Linked DNA regions of Mus musculus: regions 1, 3, 4, 5 and 6 are each linked to region 2. Evidence: chromatin contacts called from public HiChIP or PLAC-seq and promoter capture Hi-C data. All regions are on one chromosome and are shown on one strand. The core of a region is the stretch at or near the end of the contact, and the rest is flanking DNA. Distances in the headings are between cores, read along the strand shown. Region 1 overlaps Fancc (Fanconi anemia, complementation group C). Region 2 holds the start of Fbp1 (fructose bisphosphatase 1). Region 3 overlaps Fancc (Fanconi anemia, complementation group C). Region 4 overlaps Aopep (aminopeptidase O). Region 5 holds the start of Zfp935 (zinc finger protein 935). Region 6 overlaps Fancc (Fanconi anemia, complementation group C).

Region 1 (3,188 bases), core at 530-3,029, 430 kb after region 2:
CTAGGTGTGTGATCTGGAAACTACCGTGCTATGGGTCTCTTCTCAGGTGCTCTGAGCATTCACTCAGCTTCTGGAGAAGTGTCTGACCTATCCTTTCACCCATCTTTCACTAGATGGTTCAGCATTGCTGTCAGTCATAAGAATTCTGTATGTATCCTAAACACATAATTCTTACCCGATGCGTCCTGACCCCAGCTTTCCCCCATTCTTGAATCACCCTGTACTTTGATATCCTTTGATGCACAAGTTTTAAACTTTTGTGTAGTCCAATTTATCTGTCTTTTCCTTTTGTTGATTTTGGTGTCATACTCAAACCGTCACTGCAAGGTCTGTGTCATGGATGTGACTCACTTCTGACTGACCCCTTTACAAAGCCATCATGCCGTGTGTGCTTCTACAAGAGTCTCTAACTAGCGTTATGGTTTTGACAACTGTCTTTCCAAAAGACTCATAAGCTAGGTTTGACGCCTGGCTGGTAGTACTATCTGGGAGGCTCTGGAAACAGTAGGAAGCAGGGACTATCTGAGGGAAGTGGGTCACGGGGAAGTCCTTAGGGATGTTTGGATCCTGTGTTTTCTGTGCACCCTAGGTAGACAGTCACTGCCACACATTGTTGCCACAGGGATCTGCCTGACCATGGGTGGGCCCAGCACCACTAAGCTTAGTGAAGTAAAACACTAACTCTTCTTGACTCCTCCCTTGTAGCTGTTTTTCTCAGATTTTGTCACTGCAACAAGAAAACTGATATACTAAACAATGCTTTCTCTGAAGTAAGCTCTGACCTGTTACAGTAGCACGATGGCTACTAGGAGCATGTTGTCCCTGAAGCTGGACTTCTCGCCCCAGGACATGGCAGAGAGTGACCATAACATGGGATGCGGGGCACCCAGCTCTCAGTGTGGGTGGTGCCAGCAGCGCCTGCAAGTGTGCCTACAAGGTGACATCCTTTCTGCAAGCATGCCTTCTCCTCCACATACCTCTGTACAGCACAGGTGGGCTCTGGGTCTGTGCTGTGGCCTTGTGGATCTCCATATCCTGGGGCAGCATCCTGGGCCTGTGATCTCAAAAGTCGGACCCTTAAGGAGATAATCTACCTCCACGAAGAGAGTGAACTGAAGTACAGGTTGGAAAAAGAGAGCAACTTACATGGGTGACAGCTTCCCAGACAATTGCATGGCCTTCTGGGGTCCAGAGCAAGAGACTAAGAAGAAGGCGTCTGACCAGCTGTCCACATACAGGTGGTCTGGGGTCTCCACTGGGACTCTCAGCTGCTTCCTGCAGATCAGTAGCTGAGAGGGGGCCGCTTCTGAGCAGCATCAGGAGACGGTTGATTAATACCTTCAGCTCCACCTGGGGAATACAAGTACAGCGGCTTGAGACATTAGAGAGACTCAGGACATAAGAGACTCTAGGACTGACTTGATGCTTTCACGCTCCAGAGAGAGAAACAGCCGGGTACCCAACACACTAGTTCACACACAGCTCCATATAAACCTAAATGAACGTAATGGAAATTTCCTGCCGTTCTTTCATCTTGCCCACCAAGGAGCCAGGGCATCATGCCAGCACCTGACCTTTTTTTGTATGGAAGGAAATGAAGGCAAGTCCTCAGCAGAAGGTAGTCAGAATTTTCTTACTGTGGGAAAAATGCAAACGGCCCCTTGAAGACCCCTGACCATAAGCCATAATCAATTAGAGTCCCAGGCCCCACTGGGCGGTGCTGATAAGAATGCAGGGCTGCCCCTGCCTGGGCTATGTGAGGGAAGCACAGGCCGGGCACACACAAGCTCGTTTGTTTTGTTGTAAACACTGGGACAGTTGTTCCTACAAGTCACAGCTTAAGCAGAGGGCACAAGGCTGTGGAATCCACATAATAACAGTAGTTGTTCTAAGTCCGTGGGTTGTTTTTGCATAAAAAATATTTATTTCATGCTGAGACTCCTGCTTGTTTCAAGAGTGGCCCATTGCTGTGTTTCACAGAAGCCCAGAGCTTCTGAGGCAGATACAGTGTAGAACATCACATCCATGTTCTGTCCTGTTCAGAGAATTCCCACAACTGACTTTGTGGGTCTCTGAGAGCTGCGTCTAACCTGCAAGTTCAGGTCCAATCAGTGCCACCTGTCTCAGACAGCAGCCCACAGGAGTTTTGTGTGAGATCTCTGGACCACAAGGGTAACCATGAGAAAGGTACCACAGGACTTTCCCACTGAGAGGATCAGTTCCTAGGGTGGCCACCATCTCAGTTGATAGCATCTGGAGAAGTCTCACCTTTCCCCTCTTTCTGATCTGCATACCCCAAACTCAATCCTGTTTGTCCACATTGACTTCCCTCTCATATGCCTTCTGAGTCTAGAAGCTTCTATAGGGGAGATGTGTGTCTCTGAAGTGAAAGATAAGCCTTTTTTCTTCATAACGTATTTCCATTCTATATTATAAAGATTTACTTTTGCTTCCTATGGGAAACACGAGGAATAAAGAATGGGAAAACAGTCTACCACTCAGCATCATCTGACAGACCCAAGCAACCTATGCTCCACCCATTGGGAGTGGCTGTTACTGCTCCTCTCTCACTCTTCCACAGTGTGCCATGCACAGCTGACATGCCTAGCACACCTGGCAAAGGGGCTCTTCCTGATAGTGTGCTAGTACATGGCTGGGATACAGCACCACTCACAGCACACAGAGCTCAGGCTATGTCAGCTCCTGTAGCTATGGACTCTGCTTTGATGTCCATCAATCTGCAAGCAGCTTTGTGTGAACCTCTGCCTCTCCAGGAAGATTCTTACAAGTGACAGGACAGTGTCTGAAGGGTTTGAGTCCCCGACTAAGCCCAAAAGTACATTAGATACGACTATAGAAAAAGTCATGATCTGATTCAGTTAGCCAAAGCAGAAGAACACAGTTGCAGGTGTTACCCAAGAAGGACAAATATGCTTTTGTACCACAAGTATAACCAGCAGAGGAAACTGTCGCATAGCACTTGCAGCCAAGTGACTAACCATGACTTAACTGCTGTAAGTTAAAGGCACAAACACCAGCAAACTCCATAATCCAACTATGCCTGTGTACTGTGACACAGTTCAGCCTGGATTCAGTTTCCTGCTGACTATAAAGGAGTTAAAGCTCCCAAACCCAGCTACACAAAATGCCTGCATTAATACTTAGGAAGACACCTTCCTGGAGTGTGG
Region 2 (3,242 bases), core at 130-2,629:
CTGAGACTCCATGTTTCTTCATTTGCTCCTACCTACAGTACAAAATATGGACCATAGCATTAAAATCACCCACCATGCCTTGAATCCCCACTCAGGAGGCAGAGGCAGGTAGATAACCCCTGAGTTCAAGGCCAACTTGGTCTACTCACAGTGAGTTCCAGGACAGTAGAAGCTACATCGTGAGAACCTGTTTCTAACCCTAACCTTACATAGTGGACCTACATAGTGAGACCATGTCTCAATAAATACATAAACTTCTTCTTCATCTTCTTCCTCCTCCTCCCCCTTATCATCATCACCATCATCTACCACAGGGAACTTTTCTTATTCAAGGAGGGTCTGCATAACAAAGTCCCCAGATGGTTCAGGGGAAGGAGATTGGATTCTTGGCTTTATCAAAAGCAGTCTACTACTTCTGCTCTGTCTTTAAGCTCTTAATAATTGGGCAAGATCTGCTCCTAGCATTAATGCAAACAGGGAGAGATTTTGGTGCTCAGGAGGTGAGTCTACAGCTGGCTCCAGAAAGAGGGAGCGCCCGGAATACTGTGTGGCGGCTCCCTTCCAGACTGATAAGTGGTGGGATACTCTTTATGGGGCTTGTCTAGGTTAGGGATGATACTGAATTAGAAGCTGAATTTGGGATTTCAATTTCCAAGGAGAGTAACAGAGGTTAAAAGAGAAATGGGGAGAAAGGCGCAGGTATTGGCACTTTAGAGAGTCCCGGGTGGGCAGCTGGTAAGTCACTCACTTATACCAGGAATCTGGGAGGAGCGAAAAGGAGAGTTGAGACCAGAAGAGATCCGGCAATTGTGCACCAGGAGAAGGGAACGAGGGCTGTGTGCAGCAGAGCAGAATCTTAACTGTCAGATGCGACACTGGCAACCAGACCCATCAGGACCCAGCAGGGGTCCAGAGAAGCAGACCCCAGTCGTTCTAACGGATAAGATGCGGCAGCCAGAGGCCTAACTCACAGCTGTGCGATGCCCGCCTGGCGCACCGCAGACGAGATGGCTTTGATCGCGGTGCAGAGCGAATTCAGCAGCTGGGTCAACTCCCCCGTGCCCTGAGCCTTCCTGCCCTGCTCCATGACGAAGCGGGTCAGGGTGCTGATATCCGTTTCGAAGGGCGCATGGTTCGCCATTGCTGGGGTCTGGCGCAGGTGCTGGCTAAAGGTGCTGACTAAAGGTGCAGGCAGGTGGAGCCCACAGGTGATAGTCACAGCGGGAAGACTGAAAGCCGTTCAGTGTCTGCAGAAACTCAATGAACTTGAGTCCTGGGGGAGCCTATAGTCTCCAGGTCTCCGCCCCCCTGTCCCAGGAAACACCCCCTTGCTCCCTTCCTCTACCAACTGCCATTCTGCCCGCTGGCCAAGGTCCTCCTAGCCTCTCCCTCCCTCCGTTCCATGCACCCTCCCCTAGATGCCAAGCTGACAACGCTACTTCCTCCTCTGTTGCCCCACCGCCCACCTTGCCTCTGGGCTACCTGCATGGTTATCTCCTCCAATGCCCGCTATAACCTGCCAGAGAGGAAGGCATGATGGACTCCTCCTCCCATAACCCTTCCCCCGTCCCACCCACCCACCTGCTTAAAATACTAAGCAAATTCAGGGAGGTTGAGTAACTAGTTCAGGGAAAGCCGCACTTGAGCCTGAGGTGGCTTGGTTTCGATCCCTACCCACTGCTCTTCCTGAACCATCACTGTCTCTTCTGACCCATCTCCTGGGAAATGGATTCTCCCATCCACATCCACTCTGAATCCTTAATTGTTGCCTCCTCCCAGTTTCTAGAGTTGGAGAACTGTTGGGAACCTTAGTTTCTAAGTGTCTTCCGCAGAGAAAACTAATGCAGACACAAACAGCTATTCTCTGAAGTCAGGCTGTTCCGCAGCCAGCGTCCTTACCCGTGCCTGTTCTAGCTGTCACAAGTCATAGGCTGATTTGTAGAACAATTAATTACTGAGCAGGTACTGTGCACCAGGACACCGGCTTTCTTTGAGGTCAGAGCCCAAGGAGTACAAACTCCTGCCCTTCTTGAGTGTAAGATTGACAAGTAACAAAAAGAAACAAAAACATACCATGGATCAGTTTGCTACAGGAGCCACTTTGGCATAGAGAATCATGAAAAGAGAAAGATAAATAGAGAATGCTGGGAAGAGTAAACTGGGGTGTCAGGGAAAAGTTCACTGGGAAAATAATATTTGAGCAAAAAGCTGAAGGATGCAAGAGAAGAACCAGAGTGGACTTGTCTGTGGGACTGGTTAGCCAGCCAGGCTAGTGCAATCAGCTAGCACCAAGCTTATCAGAGACCATCTCTCAAAACAAGGTAGACAGTGCCCAAGGAACAGCGCCCAAGGCTCACATGTGTACCCGACAGCCACACAGACACCAGGAAAGAAAGGAGAAAAGAGAGAGAAGGATGATATTATGACAGATCTCACAAACCATAGCAAAACACTTGTGGGTTCTATTCACAGTGCTGGAAGAACCTGTGGAGGGTTTTAAGCTGGAAAGCTATGACTTGCTCTGTTCTACATGATGAAGGAACAGACTGCAGAAGGTCAAGAGCTGAAGCTGGGAGAGCTAGCAGCGTGCCTTCCATCTAGCCTGTTTGTGTTCCCTGTCTGATGTACAAAGATTGCTATCAAACTGGCTTGAAGCTTCCGGCCCTGCCCTGGGCCCACTGCTCCTTGGCACTCTCTTCCAGGATCACCCTCTCTGGGCACACTGCCTCTTGGCATGCCCTCCACTGCCACCCCCTTTTTCTCAAATTCCTCTTCTTCACCTACCTGCCCCACCCTGTGCTCCAGTGACTCATTTTCTTAAGAAATGACCCTCTCCTCCCTGAAAAAGACAATATTGAACAGTCTGATGGTCACACCAGGGTGGGATGGAGGATGCTGAGCCATAATACAGTAGCAATAATGAGCTCAACAAAGTCCACAGAGATCCCTGAGGCTGAGATGGCCCTCAGGGATCTAAGCTGGCTTCACTGGGGTAGTCAAGATGCTACATACCAGGTTCACATGTCATCCTCTGGGGGCTGCCCTGGGAGGGAACCTGACACAGGAGGGGTGACAGTCTCTGCCTTCAGCACTGTTTAACCCAGCAGTCCCAGAAGCTATAGAAGTTGTTGTTCTTGAGGAACTGGGTGGTACCTGCAACACTCATTGTCATCACCAACAGAGAGGCCTGGCTGTCTGTACCTTGTGGCTGTCCTATGCTCTTCATATTCTCATATGATACT
Region 3 (3,233 bases), core at 419-2,918, 510 kb after region 2:
AATAGCCTTCTCAAGTTAATTTCACCTCTTTTGTTTCATGTAATCACAAACAGCTGGTGTTCACACGCCTTTCCAGCCTCATGACTAGTACATGCTCCAGGAACACGAAGCTGCAGGCACCTGCAAGCACCAGTAGTTTCCTGGGTCTGCTTTCTCCCACCATGCTTTGCACATTGTATATGTTGACACTCCTGGTCATTCCCTGTACTCACAGCCAACCTCACGGCACATCTAGTTTGCCATCTCCCTCAGGAAATGTCTCTAGCCCCCAAGTCTAAGCAAGTATTCTCTTCTGGGCCACCATCATAACTACCAACAACACTTCATTGACAGCATGCACCACTCTAGAGTGGTGTGGTCACTAGTCTTAGGTCCCCAGTGGGAGAAATTGTTTGAATTTTACCTTCTGCATTAGTGTTAATTTAAGTACCTCTCAGTACTCACTTACCCCAGGCATTAAACAATGAATAAACTACAAAATAAATAGGCTACAATTTTAAAAATAGATGAATAAAGTCATATATTAAATGTGCAACGTTAATCCAGTCATCCCAGAAACAATTTACTACATGGGCTACTCTGGGACTTAGTGATCTATCCAATACAAACTTACACACTAAGTAACTGTTCTTAAAACAGCAAACATTCTATAAAACACAATGATCAAAAAATGAAAGACAATATATTTTGTTGAAGGCTAGGTATTGTTCTATTCCTATAGCTTTTCTCCTCTAACTCGATTCATCAGTTCCTTTCTTCGGTTCTTTACCTGAATTTTTCTTCAAACTAAATTCTGTATTCATTTCTTCCCTTGCCCAATCCTTTCCACTCCTTGTGTACCTTCTCTTCTTCCAATTCAACAGAAAGTACAATACTGTATTTATCATCACCATCACCAATTTTGTCTAAAGGACACATAAAGGAGGTGATGTATCACCTACCATCAATGGGCCAAACCCTATGTACCAATCTACCTGGACAATTTCACAGCCACGAATGGCTCAAAATGAGTGAACCTGGTGGTACTGCATCAGCAAGTCCTCAGGCTGTGGCGTATAGTAGAATAGTAGGGGCAACAGAAAGCAGCAAAAGCAACCAGCCAGATCAGGTTTCCAGCTTGTGCCTGCCATTTCAGAGGAAACTAAGGTGGGAAAAAACCAGGAACCAATCAGCTCTCTGGGCAGCTGCCATGATGAATGATTTTGAAAGCATGAGTAGCAGTGGCCTAGGCATCAACTCTGAGACACAAAAACAGGGCTGGGCTCCACGGATATTAGTTTTGGGTTGTTTGTATTGCTTGCTTGTTTGTTTTTGTTTTTAAAGATTGACTTATTTTATATGTATGAGTATTTTACCTACATGCACATATATGTGCACCTCATACATGCCTGGTGCCATGGATACCCTGGAACTAAAGTCACAAACAGTTGTGAGCTGCCAATGAGGGTGCTAGAAATTGAACCTGGGTCCTCAGCCACTGCTCTTAACCACTGAGCCATCTCTCCAGCCCCTCCAATCTAAACTCATACTTACCACAAAAAAGATTCTGAGAAACAGAGCCATTCTTGGAGAAAATTATGTAAGGACTTAAACTAGGCTTAGAGGGTGAAACAGTGCTTCCAGCAATAGCTGGCAGAAAACCCAGTACATTCTTTTAATCATTACCAAGTATTTTTCGAAACCACCCAGCATGCAGTGGTGTCAGCACTGGGAGGTTCATCATAAGGAGCAGTACTGCAGGAACCAAGCAAACCTGAAATCTAAACAGTTCAACACTCAGGGAAAACCTAACAGTAAAAGGCCACTTGTTAACCCAGAGGTTCTCAACCATCCTAACACTGCAACCCTTTAATACAATTCTTCAAGTTATGCCGACGCCTAATGATTTCATCGCTACTTTGTAACAATAATCTTGCTACTGTTATGAATCATAATATAAATATCCAATATTCATGATATCAGATATACGACTCCTGTGTTCAACCCCCAAGGGGTCACAACCCATAAGTTGAGAACCACTGCCTTAAAACATGACAGACAGAATTGAGCCAATAAAGGGAAAGAAGGGGAGTGGGGTATCTTTAAATCACCACCTGAAGTCAAAGCAGAGCCAGCAGAGGGATTTTCTCTCTTACCCGGATCCACGAGTTAAGTCCTGACTCTGCAGAAGTCCGAGGTTCTTTGTTCATCAGACAACATAAGCACCATATTACAATTTTTTGGCTTTCATCTGCAGAAAAGAAAACTAAAATGAATAGACTTTATCAAATAGGGGAAAAAAAACCCTAAGAACATGCTTAGGAAAACCTCAAGAAACAAGCTCAGCGGAGGCTTTTCTACTTGTGGGCTCAGCTCACTCCAGCTCTTGTGTGGTCAACTCTCTTTCTGCAACAGCAGCAGTTTTTAAAGCCAAACAAGAAGGATGGAAAGAGCTGAAAGTGCTGGGCTCTTCAACATGTTTCTAATTTCACATTTTAAACATCAGTAATTTCAAGCTCTTTAAAGCAAAATAACTACTATCTGTCTATGTTTCTGGTAGCCAAATCTGTTCCAGGTAGAGACTCAGAGCACAATTAGAAAAAAACCTTAACTTTAGAAACTGAAGCTGTTAGCAGACAGGATAGCCACAGCAATGCAGACCCTGTGGTGGAAGAGAGGGGAGGTAGACATACCCAGCCCCTGCAGTATTCTCAAAGACATCCAGAGTTCACCTTTCAGCCTCCTGTAAGCTAATAGTGCTTCCAATGGCTTTGTTATGAAAGGCACTGGACAGGACTAACTACGGAGATCTCTACATTCACTGAGAGCACCCAACCCTTCATAATTTTTAGGGCTTTAAAAACAAGCATTAAGCTTATGCTTTCTCAGTAATTAATAAATCTGAGTAAACTCACCAGGCCATTTTGAGGGGCATTCATTTTTCCCTGTCAGCTTAAATAAAGTACCAGGAGGTGCTGTCTTGCCTAACACACATTAGTTTCCAGACTCATAACTTTCAAAGAATTCTTTAGGTCAAACTGATACCTCAGAGTAAAGATGTGACTGTTGTACTTAGCCTGGTGTAAATACTAAACCACAAGTAACAGACATTCCAGTATGCTTTACTGTGGAATAAGGAAGAATGTAATGAACTAGGAAGCAAGTTTTTAAAAGGGAGTGAGGGAAATGGTAGTTTATGGAACTTAAACTCCAAAGAATCAACAGCAGCTAGGCAGCTTCTCTGAGTGATTCTA
Region 4 (3,632 bases), core at 703-3,202, 400 kb after region 2:
GTCCCTCTTTCATGTCTGTGTGTGTCTTCTTGTGATGGGCTTGGGTCAGCCTCAGGTGTTGATCCTCAGGAGTCTTCCATTTTGTTTTGTAAGACAGGGTCTCTCACCTGTTAGGCTAGGCTGGCTAGCCAAGTAAGCTCTGCTCTGTCTTTGTAGTTGCTGGCATTACAGGCTCACTGTTCCTCATATTTGCAAGGCAAGAACTTTACTCCTTCAGCTATCTTCCCAGTCTCCACGAGTCACTCCTAACCCTGGCCTAGGAATTTACTAACATGTCTGTACAGCAGCAACTGAAGTAAGGTCTAATTCCCTTTATTAGAAGAACAATCTCGGAGTTCCAGTCCTCTGGGAACAGCGAGCAGTGAGGGAGAGGAGAGGGGGAGCAGTAGAGTAAACCAGATGCTGAAAGTTCTGTGTGGTTCTGTGTGGCTCGTGCACCATAGCTGACAGCTCTTTGCTGGCAGTGCCATCAGCCTGTAGTCCTGCAATAGCTGTGCCTCTCACCACCAGTGAACCCTCTTTAAAGCAAGAAAATCTAATTTAAGCACACAAATTGAAAAAGCAGGGTTGTTTATTGCAGTGTAGACTTATTAACTTATAAGAGCCTCGAGCCTTCGTCTTTCTGTTTACAGATATAAAATGAAACTCCAAATGAGGTTTAATGGGCTTCCCAGATCATGTTCCCTGTACAGATTTTTTTTTTCCTTTAGCAGTAAATTTCAAAATCAAAAGGACTGAGAAAGAAAGGGGCTTCCTGTCATAAATAGGATGGGTGGTATTCTTCAAAGCATTTTATAGCTTCCAACTGTGCATTATAATTTCAAAGTCCTTGAAAGCATTCTCCGTTTGCAGCAGCGTTGTCCATTCAGAAGCCTGCTGCAGGCAGACACTGCGCTTGGAGGCAGGCCAGTGGGATCAGTGGCCTAATGTCTTGCTTTCACCAGCTCGCCACAGAACCCTGCAGCATTGCCACCTAGCAACACAGCAGCCAGCTTGGTCCACCTGTTGGCCTGCCTCAACCCTGGTTCTGCAACAAAGCTAAAGGATTCTAACTGTTACAAACGTGACATGAGGATTTAAGTTGCTGTATCTGTCTGTAAACACTGAGGTCCCAGGTTTTTCTAATAGTTATATATGGAAGTTTGAAAAACACAAAGAATGAGTCAACATGCAGTAGTAAGCAGGCTCGGGGGAGGCTGGGGTCCTCCTTGATCTTACCAAGTAGGCACTAACCACTGAGCTACAGCCATAGCACTGGGAGGGGGAGGGGTGTCAATGGCTGACTCCTTGAAAGGCAACTTCATGTAAAACACTGGTATGTGTATGCTAGGCAGCTGTTAGTCCAGCAAATGGCTCAGATAATCAATCACCTTGTAAAGAGAACAGGTTGCTTTTGGCTCAGGCTATGGTTCCAGCCCCTGGGTGGTTAGCCCCATGACTTTGGGTCTGTGGTAGGAGCATAAAGCAGGGCAGACCCACACGCCTACAGCCAGGAACCTTTTGCTCTTGCTGGCTGCACTCATTCTCTCTGCGCTGGCATCACCCTCCATGCCTGGCCACCGCAGCACTGGATCAGCCCCTGTACTGTTCCCACAGACCAGTGAGATGCAGGATCTCCCCTTTAATAATCCTCAGAATGAATGCTGAGCCTGGAATTGGAACTGCAGAGACAGCAATAGGACTTGGGGGGTTGGGACCAGCACTCAGGGCTACTCTGCATGTCATGCTGGGTCCATCCTAAGGTTTCAGGGGTTCCCACCTGGATGTCCGTTGACATGGTAGGTTTGGGGAGGAAATACTTGGATAGCAATGTATGATCTAGGTCAGTACACCACATAGTCTGTTCTGTAAACAGTGGTTTAAGTAATGAGCTGTGTCTGCCCTGTTCTTCAGGGGCAAAACCAAAAGGGCAGAGGACCAGTGGTACCCTGCATCTGGCCTTGAACAGAAAGGCTGTGTCAGGGCCTATGGTCAGAGTAGAGGGATGCTGACACTGTTGTCCCCTGGTTGGGAGGAGAGCTAGGCTAGGTATCAACTGTTTCCAGAAGAGATCTCTGATGGTGGTCAGGTTCGTAGCCCGGAATTTGAGGCACAGTTCAGGAATAGAAGTGGCTTTCTAAGTGGCAATGCTTTAAGACTGTAGACACCAGAAGAGCAGGGTACCTCTGTGGTGTTAACAAGTGAAGAGCCTTTCAGCTCCGAGGGAACTTCTGGTTCACAGTAACCTTGTACATGGGACAGAATTGCCACATAGCTGGGGTTGGTATGAGTCCAAGTGAGTCCTCTGTACAAATGGTCTTGAAAATTCCCAGAATTGTGCGCCTGGATGTACTTCCCAGAGGTGGTGTGAGCACCCCAAGGTCTTGTCTCTTCCTCCAGCGGTCATCCAGGCCCCATATTCTCTTCTGCAACCAGGACTCGATGGCCAAGGCTAGTTGGTCTTAAGCTGTGTGGTCCCCACCAGTGCCTTCTCTCTCCTGGATCCCTTCTTGCTCACAGCCATCACCTGGGTTGAGAAGGTCACCTCGTTAAGTCCTGCCCTGTCATCTGGGCACACATTCCCAGGTGTTACCTATCTCCAAAGTCTCACAGATTCAATAGTCAACTTTTGTAGTAGATGAGAAAACGACAGAAGATTTACTATGTGGAGTCTCCTGAAGTATCTATATAGTCTCTTGGGCATGGCCCTCCACCTTCTAGGAAGGCCACACTCTTCGGGCCATTTGGTCAGTTTTCCACAAAATAGCAGGACACAACATTTATTTACTATTGTTAACTACTAGCATTAAAACAATAATAAAAACTCAGTGTGTTGCATATATTGCATATGGGAAAATGTTGAAAAAAAGAACTTATTTGTGTGTACACGTTTGTACATGTTCTGGCATAAGCTATGTGTGTATGTGTGCCTGGTGGAACCCCTCTGGCTCTTCCTTCCCCCAAGCCTATGGAGCTAGCTGACCCTACAGTTTTGGGAGTGGATAAGCCATAGCCCATGTTTGTCTGGCTGACTATGGTCCCAGGACTCAGACCTATTGCCACAGCACATCCTGGTGGCAGTCCCACTGTAAGACTCAGCGCTGTAATGTGAATTACCTGGCAGGTTTAGTTGTCTGGCCTCAGATGCAGTTCTGACATGAAAGCTCCTGCAGGCCTATCCTCCATGTGCCCTTCCTCTCATCTGTTCCCAACCAATCGAGCACAAGGAGCACTGCTCACAGAGGTCCCTGTATTGGTGCAGGCCCTGAAGGACTGCAGAGTTCTGGAGTCCATTTCTGGTGGGATAAGCGGCACCTCTGTGTAAAAACCCACATTCTAAACAGAGCATCCTGGAAAATAGTTTTTCTAAGGTTTTTCGGAGTGTGTTTGTGTATGTGTGTGTGTGTGTGTGTGAGGTGGAGTCTTACTATGTAGTCCTGGGTGGCCTGAAATATTCTATGTAGACTAAACTAGCCTCAAACTTGAAGAGATGTGCTTGCCTCTGCCTCATGACTATAGGAATTAGAGGCATGCACCATATGCAACTTTTTGTTACACACCTATGTATCACAAAGAATCAACTTACAGCCGGGCTTGGTGGCGCATGCCTTTAATCCCAGCACTCAGGAGGCAGAGGTAGGCAGATTTCTGAG
Region 5 (3,185 bases), core at 637-3,136, 420 kb before region 2:
TAGTACATAAGTCCTACGAAATACATTGTATTACCAAATCTAGGTAATACAATGTGGCTCATGGACTCAGAGGAGAAGGGGAGGGGGAGCTGGGGGAAGAATTATGGGGGGGGGGGGTGACTGGGAGGAAGGCAGTGAGCAGGATGTAAATTGAATAAAGAGAAATCGGTTTATTAAAAAGCAGGGGAGTGCTTTTATAGTCAAGCTCAAGGCCTAGGTACATAGCATGTGCTTACAAAAGTGGAATCTTTTTCAGTTAGTAACTTAGTTCACTATCACACAGTTAACAGAACATACCAGGAACACTGGAATCCATTTCTGATGTGGAAATCACAAAATTACAAATGAAGAACAAGTCACAAAAAAAAAAAAAGGTGACTTTTAACTTGGAATCTAATTTTAACCTTAATATTAATTTGTAAAAGAAAGAAAAACTGGAGTCTGCAAGCCTATCACAAATACAATTTTGATTATTTCCTGTGTTTGAGATAGGGTCTGATACAGACAGACAGCTGACTTTGATTCACTAATCACAATATAATGTATAATAAATATTAAAAGTATAATAGATAGCAGGATGTATGCGCTTTTGAGCAAATACTCCTAGCATCAGAATCTTCTATAAAAGAGAGAGATGAGAAGCCATTTGGTGTTGGTCTGGTTATTGGTAAAGGAGAGTGATTTTGAAAAATTGCAGGCTATTCCCTAGCAGAGATAATGACATAAGAAGATAAAGTTAGGCCAGGCAGTGGTGGCGCACGCCTTTAATCCCAGCATTTGGGAGGAAGAGGCAGGCGGGTTTCTGAGTTCGAGGCCAATCTGGTCTACAGAGTGAGTTCCAGGCCAGCAAGAGGTATACAGAGGAACCCTGTCTCAAAAAAAATCCAAAAACAAAACAAAACAAAAAACAAAAAGCACTAAAAAGAGAAGATACAGTTAGATCTCACCCCTACGTGCAATGTGAGCTGCGGAGAGACGTAACCTAACACACAGCTTCTCAACACTCTGAGCTGAAGTAACTGTGCAAGTGGATTAGACATATCTGCAAAGGAGTCCCCTCTAGTTGAAAATTCAACATACATTGGAACAAACTAACCGCTCAAAAGTATAATAATTTGTATTATGAATTTATGTGAGTTTATCCATATTTGCTTGTGTAAAAGTCTTTTCTACTGTGAGGGTGGCTCTCTTCTCCTGGTTTAAGAGAAGTTTATTGCTCCAAACTTCCCCCAAGCTTATCAAGCAAGAGGCATCTGGACAAGAGGGAAAGGCTCTAGCAATGACTCCTTTACTTAATCACCCACTCCCTTTCCTTAGAGAACTTTCATAGGAAACTTTTTAGAAGAACTTGGAAATAAAGATTAAAGACATGTTTAAAAGTGTCCCACTTTTCTTCCTGTGACTTCAACTAGCAGCTGGAAGTTAGAGCAGCCCAGTTTCTGTGGAGATAGAACAAAAGCTACTCACTTAATCCCCTGTCTTTTTAAGAGGAGGCTCTAAATACCAGAGATCGCAGCGTCCAGCCTTGCCTCAGAGGAACTCGGGCAGGTCAGCTTCTGCTGCAACGCGACTGAGACTTAAGATAGGCAAACGTCTTAATACTAAACAGCAACCCTAAACATCCCTGAAAACCAAGTCTTGTCACCTCAGACACTCTTCCCCCTCCACTGCCTGAAGAGGAACCAAGAATGGCCAGGGCTGGTCCCCTGCATCCCGTCACCCCGACTCCAGCTTCTTAGACCCCTGCTCCTTCCGGTTAAGGGCAGTGGTCACACGCTCACCATGTCGCCACGTCGTAGATCGCTGGCAATTCCCTAAGGCCCCTGGCAGCAGAGATTAAAACAAATCAGACCAAGCTTTCAGCCTGCTCGAAACGGAAAGGAACACAGAGCACCGGAACAAGGCACACGGAAGAACACGCCTCTACTTCTATTGCCCTGCCTATCCGGAGGCCCTGATTGGCTAGTGAGACTTGATTGACATGAGCACCTCCCTTAGGGTTACAGTGCGCTGAAGGCACACAGCTTAGGGCTTCCCAGCTCGGGTTTCTTATCCAGATGCTGACCCTTTTGAGATCTGCAAGACTTTCTTTCAGTCCTGTCCAACAATAGTCTATCTTTCTGTCATCCAGAACTCAGCAGGAATTTCTTCTTCCTGCTCCTCCAAGGCCGCCGCCGGTTCTGCTTCTCCTCGCTCCGCCCCCCTCCTCCACCAAGGAATCAAGAGCCACACCTTGCACAGTACATTATTCAACTTGGAGCAGAATGAACTATAGGTTCCAAGGATAATTACAATTAAAGAGAGATTTTTAGGACATAAAATGTGATGTTTGCTTCTCTCATTTTACACTGACATCAGGAAAATCGCAGCTAATATGCAATTGCTACAGATGAGACTCCAGACAACCCTGGGAGAAAAGCAGGGGATGGTTGCCAATCACTATGGAGCACTATTGTTAGCCAGCACATCTTCCTACGTGGGAAGGTGAAAAAACATATCTGTATTAGTAAAGGTTTTCCAGATGAACAGAACTCAGAGCATGGATATCTTTAAGTATGCAGAAAGTGGATAGATAAGAATGGCTCACAGAATGTGGCCCCACTGGTAAATCAATGACTGTACCAACGGAGATTTGAAGAAAACAGTAGTGCCTTTATGTCTCAGCTGGTCTTTAGTATTTTTCAGCATTCCAAAGATGGAGCCTTAATGCTAGAAAAATAAAGAGACCTTGCTGGCCAGTATGTGGGAAGAAGAGAAAGAGAAAGAACTACCATCTTCAATATCCTTTATATATGTAGGCTCACAGCAGAAGTTCTGGCCTAGATTAATTTTTTTTCTACTTAACCAAAACCTCCAGAGTAAATAAGGGTTTTCCCATCTTAAATGGTGAAAATAATAAAAACATTCACAGTGCCCATCTCTTTGGTTTTAAGTAACTGAACTCCTGTAACTACAGTCATTTGAAATAATTACATTGGTGGCAACATCAGTTAACAGGAAGTTCAGTTTTTATCCAGATTCTTTCTTTTTAGATTTATATATTTATTTTTTATGTATATGAGTACACTGTAGCTGTACAGATGGTTGTGAGCCTTCATGTGGCTGTGGAGAATTGAATTTTTCAGACCTCTGCTTCACTCTGGTCAGTCCCACTCACTTAGTCCCTGCTTGCTCTCGCCCAAAGA
Region 6 (3,356 bases), core at 560-3,059, 470 kb after region 2:
GGGAGGGGAGCATCATAGCAATGTTGCCAATAGTAATGACAATTAAAGTACAACACTATCTTATATATCTCAAGTTCTCTGCCAAGTTTTCAGATGTACAAATCAGAACCTTGGAACTAGAAACAGCAGGAGTGGGCCACAAACTTTCTGGTTCATACCTGAATCAACAAAATTGTACCCACTTATGAAAACATACCTGTAATTATTCCTTTCATTAGTATAACTTCAAAAGTTCAAGTAGCCAAAGAACCCCAAACACCATCCCAAATGAAAAAGCTATTCTGTTCTCTTTGGCTACTCTAAGGGACTCCACTCAATGTTAACTTTTCATTGCTAGACTATTTAAAGTTCAACTCACAGTTTCAAAATCTTCATAAAAAGGAGACTGATGTCCTGAGTTCAGAAGCAGAGATGGTAAAAATTTAGCTTTCTTTAGAGAAGCTGATAGAGTCATGTGACCAAGAAACAAAATCAACAATTCAATTACAGATATTTATATTCTTTATCCAGGTCTCTGCTATCACAGCTACAAGGTGTGATGCTGTGAACCTTGCAAGAGTCATCTCAAGGTATAGTCCTGTGGCTTGCTGTAGAAAGCTGGGAGGCTAGAGACAACCATACAGGATGATGGCTCTAGCAATATGTGCTTAGCATCAAGCCTTTTGCAGTTCACTTCTTACACAGAAGTCGTTTGGAGTACTGCTCTGGCAACTAGTCACAGCCTAACACTTACTGTAATGCTGTCTGGAAAGCTACATAACTCCCTCTTGAACTGTATCTCTAGATATCTGACAAGCCTCAGGCTGGATCCACAAATGCCATGAACTTCTTCAGAGGGATATCTATTGCTTGCCTGTATTTTGATAAGCCAAGCTCTACCTAATTTTATAGTAGACTTTTAAATTTTGTTGTTGTTGTTTTGTTTTGTTTTTCATGACAGGGTCTCTCTGTGTAGCCTTGGTTGTCTTAGAACTCGCTCTGTAGACCAGTCTTTGAACTCAGAGATCTGCCTGCTTCTGCCTCCTGAGTTCTGGGATTAAAGGTGTGCTCCACCAATGCCAAGTGACTTTAAAATTGTTAAGGAGATGCCACGCTCTCCGGTCGAGTCAGCTTGACAGGCTGAGGCTTGGAAGCTACTCACGAGGCAAAAGAGTTTCACGGAAACTCACTCCTGGAGTCTGGTGTTCTCTCTAACCCATACATTAATTTTCCATTCCCGCGTTAGTCTAGTGGATGGATCCACATGCTCTCTTTTAGTATTATCCTATTATAAGTGCTTTTTAAGATTGAATTCTGACATAGCTAAAGCCTTCACCAGTGTTCCAACAGTCCTAAGAACATCTTTGAGCAAGACCATGGGCTTGGAATTCAGTAAGAATGTTGCTATTCAGTGACATTCAGAATAGCCTCTGGTATTACACTATCACTTTGATTAAAAGCTAAGTCACTCCCCTACACAGGAATTTACCATCACCAAGGAAGAAGGAAGTTTCAGACCGAAGGAGAAACCAGAATAGATACTTAGAACTATAGCTGAGTTACACCCATACACACACGTATTTACAATGGCCTAAGGGGAAGGTGGACTATACAATAGACTAAAATAGGAACTATGGCAAGGGCACGAAGCCCTTGACCTTGGCTTCTAAGATTAAGTGAATCTTAGGTGGAACCCTTGTTGATCCCAGCTGTTAACAATGAATTCTATCCCAGGTGGTCCTTGTTAGACTTTCTGTGTTTGCATTCCTCTGTTTTATGTAAGAATCCAGTAACCTCTTTGTACCTTGCAAGTGTGCCACCCAACTTCCTTATTGTCTCTGTATAAAAAGTCTGATGCTCCATTTGACATTACATTCAGATTCTACACAACCTCTCCTGTGTGCATCTGTCAGTCAATTCATATGACGCTTTGCCCACCCGAGACTAGAGACCCGTTCCAAGCAGACAAAGGGGCCCAGAGGATCTGTGGCAAGGAGATTTATCATGGACCTCTTCTAGCCTTACTTGAAAATAACCTATATCTTCCTGAAATCACCAACACTTAAAGAGTATCCCCAGGTGATAGTAAAACCCTCATTATATCAACCTTTCAAACCATCATCTTATCAAAAGATCTCCACAACTTCCACATCTTACAAAATTAAAACTCTTTATCAACCAAGAACTCCTGCCTCCCTTCCTCCCAGCCCATGGCAAACAGAATTCTACCTTCTGAGAGACTGGCTACTCTGGATATTACAGGTGAGCGGAAGGCAGCATTTGTTCTTGGTGGTTGGCTTATTTCATTGTGTAGTGTCAGATGGACCATGTCAGAGCACTCAACAGGGCTTTCCTTTTTTCTTTCTTTTTTTTTTTTTTAAGGATGATAAAAATTTAGTTGTGTCTATGCCATGCTTTCATCTAACAAGATGCATAGAGGTTACTTCTATCCCTTGGCTAGTATGTAAAATACAACCAACATAGGTTTGCAAATTATCTTTTCAATTCTTTTGAATATATAAGCAGAAGTGGAAGTGGCCATGCAGAAACTCCATTTACTTGCTTGTTTAAGACCAAGTCTCATGTAGCCACAGCTGGCCTTGGACTCTGGACCCTCGGACTCCCCCCTCCCAAGTGCTGAGATCACAGGCATGCAGCATCACACCAGATCTATTTTTCTTTGTGAATGAACCACTATGGCTTGTGTACAGTAGCTATGCCACAATGCATTCTCACCAGCAGTGCATGATGTCATTTCTCCACATCATCATCAACACAACACAACACAACATACTAAAGCTATCTAACGCTTCCCTCCCTTACTACTACTACTACTACTACTACTACTACTACTACTACTACTACTACTACTTCTTCTTCTTCTTCTTCTTCTTCTTTTTCTTCTTCTTCTTCTTCTCCCTTTTTTTTTTGGAGACAGAATCTTACTATGTAGCTTTAGTTGGCCTGGAGCTCACTAAGTAGACCAGACTAGTCTCAGAACTCAAAGATCTGCCTGCTTCTATCTCTTGAGTGCTGAAGTTAAAGATATATACAATACTACATCCAGCCTCCTTACACCTTTATTTATATAAACTGCTATGCAGTTCTGGTTTGCATTTCCCTGGTAATTAGTGGTACTAAGCTCTGTATAGATCTACTACTCACATATCCACCAAAGATATCAACTAACCCTGTTTTCTTTGCATAGATGTGTATGACTGTGTTGTCCGTAGATGGCTAACCTTATAAACTGATTTGAAAGTGTCCCCATCTTCTCTAGGAGGTTGGCAGAGTTTAAAAGAATTTTTAACTCCTCCAGTAAAGCCATTTATTTGATCTTTGGGGTTTTGTTGGGAGGCTTTGAACACCTGACTTAA

The links. Promoter capture Hi-C pulls out the DNA fragments that hold promoters and counts their contacts. HiChIP or PLAC-seq counts read pairs in DNA pulled down with a chosen protein or histone mark.
Region 1: an H3K4me3 HiChIP or PLAC-seq map of stem cell-derived neural progenitor cells shows a contact between it and region 2, with 5 times the contacts expected there. The contact joins the enhancer-like site here to the promoter of Fbp1 in region 2. A contact is called at or near these places in 11 of 39 promoter capture datasets (the C10 cell line, the HPC-7 cell line, HPC-7-derived erythroid cells and 8 more), 1 of 15 datasets of contacts at CTCF or cohesin (the NIH/3T3 cell line), 2 of 484 Hi-C or Micro-C datasets (bone marrow-derived macrophages and liver), 12 of 115 datasets of contacts at active chromatin or transcription factors (the SCID.adh cell line, T-cell acute lymphoblastic leukemia, effector CD8 T cells and 5 more) and 2 of 9 other capture datasets (liver and pancreatic islet).
Region 3: a contact with region 2 is called in a promoter capture Hi-C map of liver. The contact joins the enhancer-like site here to the promoter of Fbp1 in region 2. A contact is called at or near these places in 7 of 39 promoter capture datasets (the C10 cell line, cranial neural crest, embryonic stem cells and 2 more), 1 of 484 Hi-C or Micro-C datasets (bone marrow-derived macrophages) and 3 of 9 other capture datasets (adipose tissue, embryonic stem cells and macrophages).
Region 4: a promoter capture Hi-C map of liver shows a contact between it and region 2. The contact joins the enhancer-like site here to the promoter of Fbp1 in region 2. A contact is called at or near these places in 9 of 39 promoter capture datasets (the C10 cell line, the HPC-7 cell line, cranial neural crest and 4 more), 6 of 115 datasets of contacts at active chromatin or transcription factors (effector CD8 T cells, embryonic stem cells, memory CD8 T cells and 1 more) and 2 of 9 other capture datasets (adipose tissue and liver).
Region 5: a contact with region 2 is called in an H3K4me3 HiChIP or PLAC-seq map of stem cell-derived neural progenitor cells, with 3 times the contacts expected there. The contact joins the promoter of Zfp935 here to the promoter of Fbp1 in region 2. A contact is called at or near these places in 2 of 39 promoter capture datasets (both in the C10 cell line), 2 of 115 datasets of contacts at active chromatin or transcription factors (large pre-B cells and stem cell-derived neural progenitor cells) and 1 of 9 other capture datasets (liver).
Region 6: a contact with region 2 is called in an H3K4me3 HiChIP or PLAC-seq map of embryonic stem cells, with 17 read pairs. The contact joins the enhancer-like site here to the promoter of Fbp1 in region 2. A contact is called at or near these places in 18 of 39 promoter capture datasets (the C10 cell line, the HPC-7 cell line, the SN4741 cell line and 11 more), 1 of 15 datasets of contacts at CTCF or cohesin (large pre-B cells), 1 of 484 Hi-C or Micro-C datasets (bone marrow-derived macrophages), 6 of 115 datasets of contacts at active chromatin or transcription factors (the SCID.adh cell line, embryonic stem cells and kidney) and 3 of 9 other capture datasets (adipose tissue, liver and pancreatic islet).

Annotation. Positions count from the first base shown.
Region 1 is chr13:63,316,207-63,319,394 of GRCm38.p6, forward strand. Fancc (Fanconi anemia, complementation group C) reads right to left here. Exons shown (of 15, transcript NM_007985.3): 14 at 1,147-1,350. It also overlaps a transcript of Aopep not described here. Among named protein-coding and RNA genes, the nearest start is that of Mir3074-1, 17 kb to the left of the region's middle. Within about 2 kb of position 1,780, at least 38 of the 459 cell types and tissues checked have an H3K27ac peak or open chromatin away from gene starts, as enhancers often do. A contact at or near this core is called in the SCID.adh cell line and stem cell-derived neural progenitor cells, where this site is marked.
Region 2 is chr13:62,886,903-62,890,144 of GRCm38.p6, forward strand. Fbp1 (fructose bisphosphatase 1) reads right to left here and starts at 1,380. Exons shown (of 7, transcript NM_019395.3): 1 at 972-1,380. The coding sequence starts at 1,141.
Region 3 is chr13:63,395,948-63,399,180 of GRCm38.p6, forward strand. Fancc (Fanconi anemia, complementation group C) reads right to left here. Exons shown (of 15, transcript NM_007985.3): 4 at 2,136-2,230. Among named protein-coding and RNA genes, the nearest start is that of Fancc, 34 kb to the right of the region's middle. Within about 2 kb of position 1,669, at least 14 of the 459 cell types and tissues checked have an H3K27ac peak or open chromatin away from gene starts, as enhancers often do. A contact at or near this core is called in adipose tissue and liver, where this site is marked.
Region 4 is chr13:63,288,954-63,292,585 of GRCm38.p6, forward strand. The region is part of intron 14 of Aopep (aminopeptidase O); the gene reads left to right. It overlaps Gm16907 (predicted gene, 16907), which reads right to left. Exons shown (of 3, transcript NR_045794.1): 3 at 201-2,506. Among named protein-coding and RNA genes, the nearest start is that of Gm16907, 6.4 kb to the right of the region's middle. Within about 2 kb of position 1,953, at least 9 of the 459 cell types and tissues checked have an H3K27ac peak or open chromatin away from gene starts, as enhancers often do. A contact at or near this core is called in adipose tissue and liver, where this site is marked.
Region 5 is chr13:62,464,926-62,468,110 of GRCm38.p6, forward strand. It overlaps Zfp935 (zinc finger protein 935), which reads right to left and starts at 1,887. Exons shown (of 4, transcript NM_178875.4): 1 at 1,782-1,887. The coding sequence starts at 1,784.
Region 6 is chr13:63,351,727-63,355,082 of GRCm38.p6, forward strand. The region is part of intron 6 of Fancc (Fanconi anemia, complementation group C); the gene reads right to left. Among named protein-coding and RNA genes, the nearest start is that of Mir3074-1, 52 kb to the left of the region's middle. Within about 2 kb of position 1,810, at least 10 of the 459 cell types and tissues checked have an H3K27ac peak or open chromatin away from gene starts, as enhancers often do. A contact at or near this core is called in embryonic stem cells, where this site is marked.